2 separate regions of the Triticum aestivum genome follow, and region 1 is linked to region 2. A link is a contact called in public Hi-C data. All regions are on one chromosome and are shown on one strand. Each heading gives the region's core, a stretch centred on a gene start, on an enhancer-like site or on the middle of the called end of the contact. The rest is flanking DNA. Distances are from core to core; before and after follow the strand shown.

Region 1 (5,516 bases), core at 1,189-3,688, 140 kb after region 2:
ATTTCTGTTGGCGGACTTGGTCTTGAGCTCACCGGCCATGCTCGATCAGTCGTTTCTTCTGGTCCAAAGACACGGTGACCTTCTTGCTATCTTCGCTTGATTTTTGGTATATGCAAGGGCTCTAGATTTTAGCTGGAAAAGTAAGTGATTAAACGCATCTAGAATTTGCCTGTTCACTTGTGTTCCACGTGGTGTTTTTTTCTTCTTTTTTTTTGCGATGGATGTTCCACGGCCTGGCACCCGGCTTATAAGCCATTATGCCACGACCCTGGTGCGATGTAAGCCGTGTGTCCCAGGACGCGGTACCCGGCTTATAAGCCATTATGCCACGACCCTGGTGGGCTGTAAGCCGTGTGTCCCATGACGCGGCACCCGGCTTATAAGCCATTATCCGACGATCCCGCTAAATATAAGCTGGGTCGGGGGGCTCGGTTTACATTTAAACCGTGTGCTTGCCTCAGTCCTCGGTTTACTTATAAATTGTGTGGCTCAGCTCGACCCTTGGTTTATATATAAACCATGTGGCATAACAGAGCCCTTGGTTTACATATAAACCGTGCGGCTCGCCTTGGCCCTCGGTTTACATGTAAACCGTGTGCTCGCTGGCACTCGGCTTATATAGACGGATACATGACGCAGCCGTTAGTGTCCGGCTGCCGTCATATATAAACCATGTGTTTATTGGCCCTCGGCTTATGTAGATGTACTCGGCTTATATATAAATTGAGAGTTTTCCCCGTGGCTCTCGGCTTACCATTGATAAGCGGGTTCTTAGTAAGCTGTGTCCTGTAAACCGTGAAAAACACTTGGCTTATATATAAACCGAGTGCAAAGCGGCATAAGCACAAATAGGTTCACTCATAAAGCACGTATGAAATGTTTGAGAAATTGATTGCAATATGACTTGAATAACTAAATTTTGTATTGAATATCCATGGAAATTTTCTGAAATTGGTAGAATTATGACCAAAACAAACGAAAATATCAAGGTGAACATAGTTCCACATGCACCCACGCTAAATATAAGTTAGAGAAAACAATAGGAAAAATAAAATTATAAAAATTTTGGGTGCCGAACTTGGTATACTATTCTACTCACGTGTGAAGTTTGGTGAAGTATTGACACCCATGATACTCTTGGTGAAGAAAATACAACTAAGACCTTACTATTCCCCAAACAATGTTCTTTTAATATAACTTCAGTTTTGTCATTTAGCCCGGATTATCATGAGTATCATTTGTTCGTGAAACTTTACATGCGAGTATATCGGTCGACTATGTATATTAGAAAACACTTCAGACTTTATTTCTTTTCAGTATTTTTTACTTTACTGTTCTAACTGTGCGTGTAGTACCATGTTCCAAAAATTCCTGTCCCAAACTAATTCAAACTTATGAATATGTATGAATTCATTTCTATATTTGGTGAAAGAATGAAAAATTGCTAAAATAAATAAAATGAATTAACTATAATGTTTTTAAATAATACTGAAATGATGTAAAAACTCAATAAAAATGTCCCCGAAATATGAATTGTATTTTTTTCGAAAAGGGGGCTCACCCCAGTCTCTGCATCAGAACGATGCATACGGCCATGATTATTAATAAGCAAAAGGTCCAACACAAGTCTCCATGTCTCGAACAAAGAACAAAAAAAGGCTCATGAAGAGCAAAACAGTAATAGAAAAGCCACAACCGGCTAGCATAAAAAGATAGGAACACTAAATGTCTATCCTATTACATGATCGCCATCCAAACCGGTAGAAAATATTCCGTGCTACCATCTCCCATCGGGTAGATCCAGTAACCAAACGCTCGACTTCAGTTGGATAGTTTTAAAACCTTTTTAGTTTTTGTGAATAACACAAGCAAAATATGTTTTGCTATCCTATTGTTTTGAATAGTCTTTGAATTTTTGGTCATACACAGGAGCTACATGACAAAGATTGAGAGAGAGGCCCATCAAGGAAAATCAGGGAATTGTCAGCAGCCAGTAGTTGGCCGCGGTGGAGAGAGTATCTACACCCGAGCTCAAATGAGCTCGGGTGAACAGTAAAATCAAAAAACATTACAAAAATGTTCAAATGTTCTAATTGCTTGCAAAATTTCATGTTCAGATCACATTCGTGGAAGGTGTGACAAAAAAACAAAATCGATGCTCTCAAAATGCTACTTTTAAAGCATTTTGGAGCACTGATTTTGTCTTTTTTGCCACGCCTTGTACCAATGTGATCTGAAGATGAAATTTTGCAAGCAGTTAGAGTATTTGTCAAAGTTTACCACGAAAAAATTTCAGAATTTTTCAAACGTTTTTAAAATATTTTTCGATTTTACTGTTCATCCTAGCTCATTTGAGCTCGGGCTGAGAAAGGACTTTCCGGTGGAGACTCCGCTATATAGCCGAGGGAAGACGCCATGATATGGGAAGCCGAGCTACGTAGCCCCCGGAGCTAGCCTCTTCCGGTGCAACCACCATCACGGAGGAATCCGCGGTCTTCTTCCTCGCTGCCGTCGAAGAAAGATGCGGCCTCTACGGGGAGATCCCGGAGCCGGAGCGGACCTTGCTATCCTCTGCTGCTGCTTCTTGCTCCTCTCCTTCCTGTCCCATGGCGCGGACATGCCCCTAGGCTCCTCCCTCTCGCCGGCGGCCAATTCGACATCGTGGTCGTCGCCCAACTCCACCTACTCCCTCCGCTTCGTGCCGTCGCCGACCTCCCCGTCGCTCTTCGTCGCCGCCGTCACCTACGCTGGCGGCGTCCCCGTCTGGTCCGCCGGTGCCGGCGCGGCCGTGGATTCGAGGGGCTCGCTCCGCCTCTCGTCGTCCGGCGACCTGCACCTGGTCAACGGCTCTGGAGCCGTGCTCTGGTCGTCCGGCACCGCCGGCCGAGGCGTCGCCGCCGCATCCCTCCATGAGAGCGGCAACCTCGTGCTCAACAATTCCAGGGGGCGCGTCGTGTGGCAGTCATTCCACCACCCGACGGACACCGTGGTCATGTCGCAGAGCTTCACCTCCGGCATGAACCTAACCTCCGGCCCCTACGTCTTCGCCGTCGACAGGGCCACCGGCAACCTCACGCTCAACTGGGCCAGCGCCGGCGCCGCTCCCGTGACCTACCTCAGCAAGGGCTACAACTACACCTTCACCGCCAACACGACGCTCAGCTCCCCGAAGCTCACGATGCAGACCAACGGCATCGTCTCCATCACCGACGGCTCGCTCGACTCCCCCATCATCGTCGCCTACAGCAGCAACTACGGCGAGAGCGGCGACATGTTGCGCTTCTTGCGCCTCGACTCGGACGGCAACTTCCGCGCCTACAGCGCCGCGCACGGCAGCGGCACGGCGACGGAGCAGTGGTCGGCGGTGGCGGACCAATGCCAGGTGTTCGGCTACTGCGGCAACATGGGCATGTGCAGCTACAACCGCACGTCGCCGGTGTGCGGCTGCCCGTCGCGGAACTTCGAGCTCGTCGACGCATCGAACCCCCGGAGCGGGTGCAAGCGCAAGACCGAGCTCCAAAACTGCCCGGGCAACTCCACCATGCTCCAGATCGACAACACGCAGTTCCTCACCTACCCGCTGGAGATCGCGATAGAGCAGTTCTACATCGGCATCACGGCATGCCGCCTCAACTGCCTCGCCGGCAGCTCCTGCGTCGGCGCCACCGCGCTTTCCGACGGCTCCGGCCTCTGCTGGCTCAAGGTCTCCAACTTCGTCAGCGCCTACCAGTCCGCGTCGCTCCCCAGCACATCTTTCGTCAAGGTCTGCTTCCCCGGCGTCCCCAACCCGCCCGTCAGCGCCACTAACGCGTCGTCGCCGGGGACCTCCGGCCTCCATGGATGATTTATTTATTTATTTTCCTCTAAAATCATACTGCTAGCAAAGCTTGGCACCCGTTGCAGAACTTTGTGGGCTAAGAGAAATAAAATAAAGAGTAACACCCTTTTAGCAAAAATAATCTGTAAAGTTATTCAGATTGCTTATTTCAGAAGAGTTAACCCGTGTTAATTAATACTAAGAAACATTGCAAAATTGTTGCATCCTGTTATTGGGAATGTTTTTCAAAATGAACATTGATTCGTTTTCACGGTACGTGTTTTGTAATCAGATCTACACTAATATATATTGCCGCGCCCGCACGGATCTCCTTCACCATCCAGCCGTTTGATCGTCTCCCAATTCATCGGCACGGATGCGGCGGGCAAGGGAGCTAGGTTCAGTGGGACGACGAAAAAGTTTTTGGCCTCCACCAGATCCATTGCAATGGTGACGAGGGTGTGGGCGGTAACGATGGCATGGGTTGTGACGTTGAGGGTGAAGAGGGCGGTGTGGGACGCAAAAAGAGTAGGGTGAATTGTCAAAAACAGCGAGCTTCGAGTGGGGTTTTGATTGAATCAAGACTGCTGGAGGAGTTAGGCTAGGGCTCGGGTGGCCGCACCCACTGCCTTTGCCCTCAAGCGTCGGGCTTGGCGTTTGATCATCTCCCCATTCATCGGTGCGGACGCGGCAGGCAAGGGAGTTGAGTACGGCAGGATGACAGACAAGTTGTTGGCCTCCAACATGTCCATTGTGATGGCGGCAACAGTATGGTGGGGCATTGAGGCCTAGGTTTTCTGCTTCGGGCTTTGTTAGGCCCAAACCTGAAGCCCAGCCCAGCGTGGCTGATGGCCAGGTATAGTCCGGACCAGTTGGAGGTCCCTAAACGAGCACCGGGTTGGGGACACGTCCAAACCAGTCCAGCCCAATACGGGCATGCATTATGAATTATCCAGACATAAAGGGAAGAAATGAGCGTCCAAGTTGAAAATTCCCAAAGGAACTGAAATTCATAACTTCTGGCTTGTTATCTCGTCTTTGACTGCAATGCTAGGTTTATACTCCCTCCGTCCCATAATGTAAGACGTTTTTTGACTCTACACTAGAGTCAAAAAATGTCTTACATTATGGGACAGAGGGAGTATAAGCATTGAAACCCGTATGGTGAACCATTTCAACAGACACGAAAAAGATTATGTCCTTTTCTATTACAGAACAAAACAATTGTTGATATCAATCAAAACAGAAATCAGGAAGGCAAGATCCAAAGATACCGCATAAACAAGATGCTGAGTTTCGCTGAAAGATGAATGGTTTGTCCTGATCGGTCCAGGGAACGCATGGCATGGCAGCACGCATGTCCTCTGCTTGTGTTACCTTGAGAGAGGGAGAAGCTAACAGCATTCATACTGACCTTAATGTACTACTACTTGGCCTTCTTAACAAGTGTGGAGGTGCGGAATTCTGCATCGTCTCTAACGAAGGTCCACCAAAGATAGGTGAGAGGAATGGTGCTCGCGTGCCACAGCGAATGTGCATCAGCATACCCCTTGTATGGAGGAGAGTCATACACCTCAAGAAGCATAGCTAGAGCTCCTCCGAATACGACAATCCAAACCTTGTATCGTGACGGATGATGGGTCACAACAGACCAGACTGCCCATGCAGCAATGTGAACAAGACCCATTGCCACACAAAC
Region 2 (5,409 bases), core at 2,417-4,916:
GTGGTTGTACTGTATCTCCATGTTCCGTTCTGTTTTGCACCGACCTGGAAAAAGAAGCACAAGCAGAGGAGTGATCGATGGCGTCCAGAGATCCATCCATGGAGCTGAAATTAATACAGCGTGATGCATAGGAATTATTGCCTAAGAGCATCTTCAACAGCCGCGCTAAGCGCCGCACGCAAAAAACCTGTTTGTCGCGTGCGCTTCGGCTGGTTTAGCACGGCCGCCAGCGCTGGCTCCAGCAGCCGCGCTATAATGCAGCGCGCGTGCCGCTCCAGCAGAGCGCAAAAATACACAGCGCGCGCCGCACAAACCACATATACATTTCAAAAAAGAAGAGCAAAAATGATCAAACAAACAAAATAAATCAACAATAAATAGTTTAATTTTGTTATCATTACAACTCAAACAAATAGTTTATCGTTCAATACAACAAATAATGCAATAAACACAACAAATAATGCAGAAATCATGATGCTCTTTGTCGTCCATACCAATAAACACAACAAATAATGCAGAAATCATGATGCTCTTTGTCGTCCATACCATGCCCACCACTCTTCAATCAGATCATTCTGAAGTTCATTGTGCGTTGCGGGACGCCGAATGGCATGATAGGAGGCAATAAAACGGGCTACCCTTTCAGCCCTCCGTCGCACTCGCACGGGATGTCCCAAGAGTTCATACTGTGAGTAGTCTAAATCTTGGCCACGCTTATTCTCGATGATCATGTTGTGCATGATCACACAAGTGTGCATGATGTACCAAAGCATTTGTTGATCCCAAAATCTAGCCGGTCCTCTCACAATAGCAAATTGTGCTTGCAGAATCCCAAATGCTCTCTCCACATCTTTTCTAGCCGCCGCCTGAGCATTGTGGAAATCAAGATATTTCTTACCTTTTGGCTTTTTCAACGGCTTCACGAAGGTTTGCCACTTTAGATAGATGACATCCGCTAGATAATAGCCATAATTGTACGTACGACCATTTGCTACAAACTGCACCGGTGGCAACTCACCGTTTGCAATCTTATTCATCAGTGGTGACCGGTTGACAACATTTATGTCATTCAAAGATCCAGGCATTCCAAAGAATGCATGCCAAATCCAAGTCTCCTGATCGGCCACCGCTTCAAGGATTATAGTGGAACCTTTTTTTTTGGGCATGGAATTGCCCATGCCATGCCTTTGGACAATTCTTCCAACTCCAGTGCATGCAATCTATTGAGCCAAGCATGCCAGGAAAGCCGCGCGCTTTGTTCATCGCCAATAGTCTTGCGGCGTCTTCAGCAGTGGGAGATCTCAAATACTCCTCACCAAACACTTGCACAATTCCCACTGCAAAGCGCTTGACACACATGATGACTTGGCTCTCACCCATAGCTAAGTGATCATCAACTAGATCAGCCGGGATACCGTATGCCAACATACGCAAAGCGGCTGTCACCTTCAGAAAGGTGCTATGCCCGAGCTCTCCGGCGGCATTCCTCCTTTGCTGGAAAAACCGGTCATGGCTTGCTAGTTTCTCTGCAATGCGCCTGAATAAGTCGGTGCTCATGCTAAACCGGCGATGAAAATACGACTCCGGGTATGTGGGATTCTCCACGAAATAGTTCTTCATCAATCTGTTATGGGCATCAATCCTATCTCTCCAAATTTTCTCTCGACCCATAACCAAACCACCGTGCTTCGGTTTTTTATTGATATGCATAGCTAGGATCATTGCAAGATCCTCCTCCTCTTCCATATCAAATTATTCTTCGGAAGAATCAAACGACGAACTCATCTACAATGTTCAACACTATACTATAAAAACTACAATTCAAAACATGCCCCAAATTCATGAAGTTTGAGCAATGCATACCTTGTAGGCGTTTTGTCGAACACCTTGCGGGCACGGCGCGGCAGCGAGCGCTTAGGCGCTATTCCTCGGATGACGGAGGCGCGCGAGCGCCGGCAGGACTAGGAGGGGATGGGGCGAAAGCGCGGCGGCGCGGGGATAGGCCGGGGAAGCGCCTGAACGGTCGCCGGGGGGGCGCGGGCGGCGGCGGCGACGCGGCCGGATGGGGGTGGAAGCGGAAGAGGAAGTGCGAGAGCGAGCGCTCGAGTGTGCTGCGCGCTGCAGCGGGCGTCCGAAGTATGCGCGGGGCAGTGTTTCCGACAGCGCGCCCAACTCGTTTTATCGCGCGCGCGCTAAAACCGACTAATTTGCAGCGCGGCGTTAGTATAGCGCGCCTGTTGGAGATGCTCTAAACTGGAGCGGGAATTTACAGATCTTTGCTTCATATACAGGTATACAGATCAGCTCCAAGGAATTTCCTAGCTGAAATGGGTGAAGAAGGAGGGGCCGTTGGTGATGAAGTTGTAGTTGAGCTCGCCGGGCCTTGCTGTCCGCTGCCACATCTGGTCGTCGATCATCTCGTCGGTGAGCCCGAACTCCCTCAGCTCGTCCACGGTGTGGTGCACCAGCAGGCTGTATCGGCCGCCCTCGCCGGTCTGCATCACCAGCGTGCCGCCGTTGTCCAGGTTCGCCAGGCCCTCGAACTGCCGCACCGTCCACTTGTACCACCGCATCAGGAACACCCGCAGCGTCAGTCCGTGCGACACCAGCACCAGGTTCATCTCCGGCGCCGGCGGCGCACCGGGCGGCGAGGGGGGCTGGAAACGGCCGATGTCGATGTCGGCGCGGAGGGTCTCCCGGAAGCCCGTGATCCGATCGTACACGTCCGCCGCCGACTCGCCGTCCGGGAACCGGTAGAAGAACCGCCCGTACCGCCGCCGGATCTCCTTCTCCACCCGCATCTTCTCCCGGTCCTGGAAGTTCCCTGCTCACGGCCACAGACAGACACGTGGGTGGTCGATCAGGCCACGTGGTAGTACGAGATAAGGCAATCCATTTCTTTATCCGCATGCAGATCGGGTCGTCGTACCGAAGTCCTGCTCGCGGATGCGGGGCTCCTCGCGGACGCCGGCGATGCGGCGGGCGTCGAAGGCGCGGCCGACCCCGCGGAGCGTCTCGAGGGTGCGCCGGTACGGGGACACGTAGAAGTAGACCTTCCAGTCGTCGTCGCCGTCCTCCTCCTCATCGTCTCCGTGGCCGGAGGAGAGGAGGCGGTGCAGGCGGCGGCCGCAGTCCTCGGCCTGGCGTTGTCCCTTGGGGGTGAGGCCGATGAGCGGGTCGGGGACGCGCGTGTAGGCGCCCTCGTCCACGTTCCCCTCGCTCTGCCCGTGCCGCACCAGCACGATGCGCCGCGGCCGGGGCGGCGGCGCCGGGTACAGCAGCGGGCGAAGCTCCGGGAAGTAGTGCTGCTGCTGCTGCTGCTCCTGCTCCCGCGCTCCGGACGACGCCTGCGCGCGGCGGCGCGGGACGCCCAACGTGTCCTCGCAGCAGCGGCACTGCAGCCGGTGCCGGGACCGGGGTCGCGGCGACGCCGCTGGCGCCGGGGCGCACCTGGTGGCCGCCGCCATCAACTAATCAGCTATCTTGCGCGGTTGCTACGGCCGCATCGGGTCGCCGGTGGCCAGTGGGGAACAGAGAAGCCGGCCGAGGGTATGTGCGTGGGCGAAGAAGGTTTGTTTTCTAGCGCTCGTGCGGCATGTGCCCGATAGCTACGTGTGCGAGCCAAGAACGACGGGAAGTTCCACGTGTACTACACCATTTTCGAGATAAAAAAACTATTCTACGTGTCCACAGAGAAGCAAATGGGATCTGTATTCTGATTTTAACTGGGCCACAACTACACGGCCTAGTTAGCCAATTGCAATGCAATCCACTCGAAAAAAAAACATTCCTACCTCGTAACTTTAAACAATTAAAGAATTTATAGGGGTTCCCCTAAAAAACACGGGAGCTCCTATACAGCTCTGCAGGCGCCCGTTAACGATCCGGCGCCTGCAGCGCTGCTAGCATGGTCCGGCTCATTAGCATGCTGCCCCAAGTTTTTTTTAATTTCTTTTTATGAAAAAAATATGAAATGGAGAAAGGTTTACAGATTTTAAAGAAAAAAGTTCATCCATTTGAAAAAAATACGTTCATATCTTTAAAAAAGGTTCATTAATCTGAAAAAAAGTTCATTCAAATTGAAAAAAGTTCATCCAACTTAGCAAAAGTTCATTAAATTTGAAAAAAGTTCATAGAAATTGAAAAAAAGTTCATGTATTTTTAGAAAAAGTTCATGGAACTGAAAAAAAAGTTCATAAATAGTAAAAAAAGTTCATCCATTTTCAAGACAGATGTTCATTAAATTTTAAAAAAGTTCATCAATCTCAAAAAAGTTCACAGAATTTTCAATATAAAAAACGAGAACCAGCGCCTAGATTGGCCGGCCCATTTACAGACGCCACAGGCGCCAGTTAGCAAAATGCACGTTAACTGGCGCCTGTGGCGCCAAATAGGAAATGCCCAAAAACACATCTGCACGTACTTCAAAAGATATAAATTTTACTCGGGCTGTATTTCTGAACAAAACCTGCTTTGAGTTTTAATATTATAAAAATGAAAATAGCAGTTATTGGCGTCAAAAGTTTAAAGATAAAATTAAAAAATATAGACATTGGCCTTTTAATAAAAACTAAAGGAAGTAGCAAAACCTGAGCGGCATCGACACCCTAGCGAGCTATCCTCTCGTCATAGTTTTGAATATTTGGATGAGGGAGGGGGGTGATGTGCCAAATTTAACGAATATACTTTTTATTGATTTATCATTTTATTGATGTATTTTTTGTTAGAACCTATTTTCAAAATATATAATAAAAATAGACTATTGGTGATCAAATGTTTAATGAAACATTTACATTTGTGCCCCTAATTTGAAAGCATGCTCAAATTTGCCCCTAATTCGGAACCATGCTCAAATTTACCCCTTTGTCGTTAGGTGCACTTACAGAAATGCCCTTTTGTGCCGTTACCGTCTGGTCAAACGACTTTGACCACTATCTGAACATTTGCTAGACATTTTACCCCCGACTCCATGTGTCACTTACACGTGGAACCCACTATAAAATATATAGGAAAAACTCTTTCTCTTGTGGGTCCGAACTAAAAACAGAAAAAAATAGAAAAGACTCTCACTCACCCCTCTCTATCACTTACAAGTGGACCCAACCGAAAGAATAAAAATAAAAATACTTTCTCTCACACAGCCCCCCTCTCTCCCCTAAAATGTTGGTCGTTGGACCCACTGTGAGGGTCAACACCCGCCCTTTCGTGGTCATGGCGAGGCTTGCCGGCTCCGGTGCCCGTCGCTGGTGAAGGGCGGGCGCGCCTGTTCACTACTAGTGAAAAGGCTATACGTGGATGCTTAGTAGTAGTATGGGGTTAGAACAATCGCTACACGTAGTACATAAGAGTAGCGCGGGAAGCCCAAACAAGCGCTACTGCTAAGTGGGCTCCGTAGTGCCCCCACAGGCT

What was found. A called contact is a pair of places that touch in the nucleus more often than the background predicts.
Region 1: a Hi-C map of leaf shows a contact between it and region 2, with 4 times the contacts expected there. The contact joins the promoter of LOC123117649 here to the promoter of LOC123117648 in region 2. A contact is called at or near these places in 2 of 5 Hi-C or Micro-C datasets (both in leaf).

What each region holds. Positions count from the first base shown.
Region 1 is chr5B:683,916,809-683,922,324 of IWGSC CS RefSeq v2.1, forward strand. LOC123117649 (G-type lectin S-receptor-like serine/threonine-protein kinase At1g34300) reads left to right here and starts at 2,439. Exons shown (of 1, transcript XM_044538365.1): 1 at 2,439-4,014. The coding sequence starts at 2,522. The coding sequence ends at 3,844. LOC123114201 (post-GPI attachment to proteins factor 3) reads right to left here. Exons shown (of 6, transcript XM_044535587.1): 6 at 4,968-5,516. The coding sequence ends at 5,244.
Region 2 is chr5B:683,771,896-683,777,304 of IWGSC CS RefSeq v2.1, forward strand. It overlaps LOC123117648 (phosphoglycerate mutase-like protein AT74H), which reads right to left and starts at 3,667. Exons shown (of 2, transcript XM_044538364.1): 1 at 2,930-3,667; 2 at 2,245-2,824. The coding sequence starts at 3,467. The coding sequence ends at 2,319.